Linked DNA regions of Mus musculus: region 1 is linked to region 2. The links are chromatin contacts, called in public HiChIP or PLAC-seq maps. All regions are on one chromosome and are shown on one strand. The core of a region is the stretch at or near the end of the contact, and the rest is flanking DNA. Distances in the headings are between cores, read along the strand shown.

Evidence for each region. HiChIP or PLAC-seq counts read pairs in DNA pulled down with a chosen protein or histone mark.
Region 1: an H3K27ac HiChIP or PLAC-seq map of large pre-B cells shows a contact between it and region 2, with 3 times the contacts expected there. The contact joins two enhancer-like sites. A contact is called at or near these places in 3 of 115 datasets of contacts at active chromatin or transcription factors (large pre-B cells, memory CD8 T cells and pancreatic cancer cells).

The regions. Positions count from the first base shown.
Region 1 is chr7:84,118,180-84,121,369 of GRCm38.p6, forward strand. The region is part of intron 1 of Abhd17c (abhydrolase domain containing 17C); the gene reads right to left. Among named protein-coding and RNA genes, the nearest start is that of Abhd17c, 32 kb to the right of the region's middle. Within about 2 kb of position 1,737, at least 66 of the 459 cell types and tissues checked have an H3K27ac peak or open chromatin away from gene starts, as enhancers often do.
Region 2 is chr7:83,637,832-83,641,218 of GRCm38.p6, forward strand. It overlaps Stard5 (StAR-related lipid transfer (START) domain containing 5), which reads left to right. Exons shown (of 6, transcript NM_023377.4): 6 at 2,591-3,387. The coding sequence ends at 2,738. Among named protein-coding and RNA genes, the nearest start is that of Stard5, 7.5 kb to the left of the region's middle. Within about 2 kb of position 1,475, at least 46 of the 459 cell types and tissues checked have an H3K27ac peak or open chromatin away from gene starts, as enhancers often do.

The sequences.
Region 1 (3,190 bases), core at 487-2,986, 480 kb after region 2:
TTTTCTCTCCAAGTGGTCTTTCTGTCATGGGCTGCTGAATTTCTTGTTGATCATACACACGTTCTTCCTGATGTTCTCCATCACTGCAAACCACTGGGCCCTGCAGACCCTCCAAGTTCCCCTTAGTTCCACCTACTTCCCACACTTTCCTAATGCCCCTAGTCTACCTGCAGTATCATTTTGTCTGAGTTACTCATTATGCTCATTTGTGAAGTGAGGTGAGGGACACATGATGAGCCATTCTGCTGCAAGCCCTGAATTGCTTTGAGAGTATAAGCCCACAACCTTAAGTTACAGGGATCAGTTGGAGGCATTTCCAACTTTGAACTAAATGTGATCATAGCCAAGGGCTACTTGTACAAGATATAGAAATACACACACAAACAAGCCCCCTCTCACTCTCACTCTCACACTCACTGAGACACTCACACACACATGATGCGGGTGGGGGGACAATGAGACACTACCTTTTTTGTTTGCCTGGAACTTGCCAAGTAGGCTAAGCTGGTTGGGTAGTAAGCCTCAAGATTCTGCCTATCACTATCTATCTGTCTCCTACACTCTGGGATTACAAGTGTGCACCAACATGCCTGTGGTGGTTTTTTCCCTCATGGGTTCTAAAGATCAAATTCAGGTCCTACAAAGAAAGCCATTTCCCAAAGGCTATTTTCTTAAAACTAAGTTCCACACATACAAATATTCCTATGAACTAAAACTCACTGAAAAGTCTGACATCTCCTTGGACACGTTGGACAGGAGCAGAATCTCTGATTTGCAAAGAGGACAGGAATAAAAGTCACATTAATGCCCAGTAAGAATATGAACGTTGGTCTTACAGTTATGTTTTCTTGAAACAATGCTCAAAGTCTCAGAGTCAGCGTATGAGGAAGCCATGGCCCTGGGTACCACTCTGTAATCAACAGCATGATGTGCAGACACACCCTTGCACATCACGCTCTCAGCCACTCCAAATGTCCACTGTAGTTCTGTAACCCAAGCTACATGAAATCCAGGAGTGGTCTGGAGCCAGAGGCACCAGGACCCTCTCTGCATCAAGAGATGTTGGGCCGGCGAGAAGCCCTATTCCAGAGGCTGAGTGTGTCAAGGAGCCCTGTCCCATGGGAATCATTCCCTGTAAGGTTAAAGTCATTTGTTTTTGTTTCAGTGTCAGACTTTTTTTCTCTCTGTACAACAGAGCACAAGCCCAGCCTCCCTGAGACACCCCATCCTGTGTGAGTTAATGGACCTTGACTTTGTCCTTTGTCAAAAGCTTCCTCATTTATCTTCAGAAGTGTGCTTGGCACAGTTCCACTGACTTTGAAGTCAACATTTTAAATATTTCAGAGCTAGAATTCCTAGGGGAAATTTCTTAAGTCATAGGATGAAGATAAATAGACAAGGTAGCAGGGATGCTAACTGAAGGATGGGGTCTGAGGGTAAGGAGAAGCCCTTGTCTACTTTAGGTCAAAACTGCAGAGCAGAAGAACAGCCGAGGGGAAGCAGGTGCACAAACAGGCCAGACGCAGGCGGCGTGGGCCCTCTCTCTGCCTGGGGGCTTTCTCAGCACAGAAAGCACAATCAACACGAGCTTTATATTTTAAGAATGGAGAAGAGGAGAAAAGACAACCACCACATAAAGCATGCTGAGTTCCCTTCTCAAGGTGCACCTCTGTATGTCTGAGAGGGTTTTCAGCGAGACTAGTCAAAGCCTCACACGATGGCGTCCGCAGGTGTTTACTGCAGTGATAAACAGGAAACACTCAAGACTGCATGGTGCCACTTTAGAAAGTAAAAGATGTACAGGTCACTGCCATGAGCTACAGTTCTTTTCTAACTTTTAGCTAATTTACTTGAAAGGGACATTTACTTTTTGTAAACTATCCCTGCTGAAAGCTTTAAGAACGTGAGCACAGCCAGGCATGCTGGGGCACACCTCTGATCCCAGCACTTCGGAGGCTGGCAGATCTCATGAGTTCAAGGGCATCCTGGTCCACAAATCGAATTCCAAGACAGCCAGGATTACACAGTAAAACCCCGTCTAGAAAAACAAAACAAAGAAAAAGGAACAAGTCCCCCTATACTGGTTATAAAATCAAACCTAAACTATGAAAAGTAGCCTTGTTGGATGGATCCAAGTTACAAAGGGCGGGGTGTAAACTATGTGCTCTTGAGTCACATGTCTTTGGGGAAATAAAAAGTAAACAGATTCAAGCTGAGAAGAGACAGAAACCCAGGTACAAATGAAGGCAAAAAGAACAGTAAAGCTGGTAGGTTTGGTCCAAACACAGGTAGAGGCTGTTGGGGAAAGCTCCAGGAAGAAGGCAGTTAGAAGCCAATCAGGTGAGGCAGGGCTAGAATGACACCCCTCCCCGCAGGGCAGGGCCCCAGATGGGGAAGGCAGCTCCCACAGGGGCCTGGGGCTGTAGAAGGGGCTACCAGAAATTAGTGAAGATGCAGCATGGGAGGACTTCAGGGTCAGGCACAAGATACCCAGAATATGGAGCTTGGTTGTAAGCTGTGGTCTGGAGAAGGCCCTGGGTAGAAGTCAGCTGCTTACATCGTTATGTACATGAAAGGAAGGAACAGAGAAGGGTGGGAAAAAGGGGGGGGGGGTTCAAATTACACTAAAGGGAAGGCTGGAGAAAACTGGCTAAATTGAGGCATTGTAAAGGAGATCCACTAGATCTAGATATAATTGTGTTTGCTTCAGTAGGAAGTTCCGTTTGGGAAGATATTGAATTTCAGGAAACTATGGAATATCCTAGCTGGTATTCCAAGTGGGAAACTACTACAATCTCCAAGAGTTCAACTGTGCCTGCTGGGTACAAACTTTCCAGTGTGGCTGCTTCAAGGCCACCTTTGCCCCTACCTATAGCCCCTCACCCACAGCTCTGTAACTAAGCCTAATAAACTCATTGGTTACTCAGAGTGTACTCTGGTAGGACTGTAACCTGGTTTGTCACTGGGAACTCAGGAGGAAGGGTAGATATTGTTTAGTCCCAGCCCACACAGGAATTTTAGTGATATAACTTCTCAAGATCAGCTATAAGGAACAATCTTCTCCTATACACTGTCTGATGTATATGCTAGAAAGACCATTCTTGAGTGCAAAGTTCTCCTTATCCTATCTTCTGATACCATGTAGAAGCCGGCTGGCTGGAAAAGCAGCCTGGTGCATGTATGTATATGT
Region 2 (3,387 bases), core at 225-2,724:
CATGACATGATGTGCCACTCTTGGTGGCACCTGGCAGAGGGGTAAGGAGGTGTTACCTGGATTTAGCTTTTGTTGTTGTTGAACTCAGAGATCTGCCTACAGGTGCTGGGGTTAAAGGCATGTGCAACCACCAGGTGCCCAGCCTCACAGGACAGGTCAGGCAAATGTCCCAGTGCCATTAGGCAAATAAGCAAGCTGAGGGTTAGGACAGTTAAGTTATGCGTCCACAGTCAAAGTCCAGGAGCGCAGTGTACTGCCTGAGCTCCAGGTCTTCTGGACTCTCTGAAGATATCCACCAGACTAAAGTAGCTCCAAGAACAAATTCCCCACCCTATGTTCACGCAGCGACCACCTTCCTGTACAAGAAAGGCGGCAGATCTCAGGGCATGGAGGATAGTTCTGAGACCATGCTGTGAATCGGCCCTGGAAAGAAGCCCAAGAGCCCTAAATCACTCACAGATACGGCCAGGGTTTTCCTGAGAGCTCTCTGGGTAATGAGTTACCCTAAGGCCCCAGGTTTATAATGAGCAGCACCCAAGTTAACAGTGAGAGAGATTGCACCTGCTCATGGGTCCCTGCACATAGCCGGAGGGGAAGGTGTGGCCTTCCCCACACAGTTCCAGGAGGCAGGTCTCAGTGCCTAGATTACTAAAACCCAGACAGAGCACCCCCACCTAACACCATGTCTGCTAATCTGGCTCTCCAAACAGCTCTGGGAAGGCTTTTCTTAAATGTCACAAATTTTTTGAGTTTGACAGTGGTAAAGCATGGACGCGTGCGCGCACACACAACTTTATTCCCAGTGCAGAGGAGACCAGACCCTCTGATGTGGGCCTATAAAACTACCCTTGACCACTTTTCATTGCCATGTTCCCAACAGTCAGATGCTGAGACCTGCCTTGCCCTTCCAGGCTGCCGGGCATATTTCAAGGAGGGTCTAGACAAGTAAGAGCCGTTTCTCCTTGAAGCTGAGGCTTAGGGCTGGCTTGGGGAACACACAGTCTGCAAGCTTCAGGCTATGTAACAGTGGTGATGGTACAAGCTCTATAAGAGGGATGGGTGGGCCAGAGAGGTTAAGTAGCTACCCCAAGACCATGAATAGACCCAACAAGTAAAAAGCCACACTTAAACCCGGCCAGGTGGTTTTTATGTTGACTATCTTTGTTTTTCTCTTTTTTAAAAAACAGATAAAAGACATGTGTTCTCTGAGTGCTTAATTCTGATGGGGTGGGAGAAGATAAACAAGGCACAAATTAAAGAAATTATGTTATACATACACTAGACATTGCTTACTACAAGCTAAGTGCTGTATAGAAAACTAAAGGATGATGAAAGGACCTGGGGTCTGGTCGGAGTGAGTCACCGCACAGATCACCAAAATCCCCCTGGTTGGAGCCTCGATTGGCACAGTGGCCTGTGCAGGTGCAAGGTTCCTCTTGGTGAGAGGGTGTGGCCACAAGAGGACTGGCATGGGAGGAAGCCACTGTGTTGGCTCAGTGGAGCCAGAAGAGAGGCTAGAAGAAATCATTGAGGAAGCAGGGCCAGGCCCCTCTAGACATTTTGGGAGCTTTAGAGAGGTCTGAGCAGCCATGCCATGACTTCAGTGTAAACTGCTTTGTGCCCAGAGTAGAAGGAGCTGTGAGTCAGGGCAAGAGGCCACACTGGGGAGCAAGACTGTGTTCAGATCAGATCTGAGGTGTCTGGGCTCAGACTATCTGTGACAGAGGAAAAGCATCTCAGAGGGCAGGAGAGTCTGTGGAGGAGGCAGCACCAGAGCTGCATTTGTGATGTGCCTACTGTATGCAGGGAGCATTCTCTGTGTTCTGCCTACTGTATGTATGTAAGTTCCGCATGTATTCTGATGAGTATGTCAGGCAAACTCCTGGCTTTCCTGTAAAGACAGCCGTGGTGCCTCTGAGGCCCCTTTTATCCACTTTTACTTACTCTGTGTGTCTTTCCCCACGTGGTTTGTCTCTTCTGTGATGTTCTCCCATCAAGCCCAGGGCTCCCCAGAGAGAAACATAGTCACTAACTCAGATTTCTTACTTATCTGTTCAAGTTTCCAAAGAGAACACAGCTGAGTGACTATGAGGGATAGCTTGAGCTTGGGGTGAGGGTGGGGGTGGCGTATGGGCAGAGAAAGTACCCCAGAATCAGTGGGAGGTGGGGAGGGAGAGAGAACATGGAATCTGACGGAGGATTTGTTCCCTCTCCCTCTGTATTTCCCTCTCTCCCTCCCCCTCCCCTCCCCTCCTCCTTCTGGCTGTCTTTCTCTGCACAGGGGTAAACTGATAAACAGCTCCTTATACACAAAGCCCAGGAGGGGTTGGGGGGATGGGCTGTCAGTAGCCATAAGGAGAATCTGCACCTAGCTGTCCTACCAGCTCCCCAATGTGTTTGTAGCAACTGTGCCGTGTGTCCCCTAGAGGCTATGCTATCATCCACAACAAGGAGGCTGAGAGGAGTCCTGGGCACTGAATCTAGAGCAGGAGTAGAAGTGACCACCATGTCTGGACCACTTCTGCTGGTCATGGCTCTGAGCTAGATGCTTCCATGGTACATATCTAACCCGCATCTGCTATTTCTTCAGGGATCCCAACAAAACCAACCTGGTCACATTCTTTCAGACAGACCTGAGTGGCTACCTCCCTCAGAGTGTGGTGGACTCCTTCTTCCCTCGAAGCATGGCTGAGTTCTACCCCAACCTTCAGAAGGCAGTGAGGAAGTTCCATCACTGACAGTCGCCTATTGGCAGGGATTGCCTATGGTCCTTCAGGAACTCCAGCTGTTGAGCCTCAAAGGACACGGAAGAGCTGCTGAGGCCTTTTGAGATGCCATAGTTAACAGCAAATCTCAGGGTTCCATTCCAGAGGAGCAGCCCATCCCCCCACACCACCCTCCGTCCTCTTGGGCTTGGTGTGGAAGGAGCTAACCACTAGCTTGCCGTGGTGCACACATAGGCCTGGCAGGCCAGGGCAAGTCCCTCTATGGCCACCTGAGAGATGGCTCACGTACTCTTTGATTCCTTGTGGTCCAGAGCCCTGTGTGCTGGTTGCTGTAAGACACCTTGTCCCTGTGTGGGTCTTAAAGAATCATCATCCATTGTGGTCGCTAAGTCCTGCTTCCTCTGGCATCTGGAGTTCCCAGACTCCTGTGTTCCCTTTCTGGATATGCTTTTGTATACAAATTTTTAGCACAAGACTTTCACTCTTTACAAAAGTGTCAACTTGGAAAATGATGTTTTAAACCACAGGATAAGCCTTAAGGAAAAATACTTTCAATCTACCGTTTGTGATCTCTTCCATCAGAATCATCTCTTTCTATCTGTTTCTCCCTTTGTGGGTTAAGGTTCACATCCCCATGAAACCGGCTTGTAACTGCCTCAGG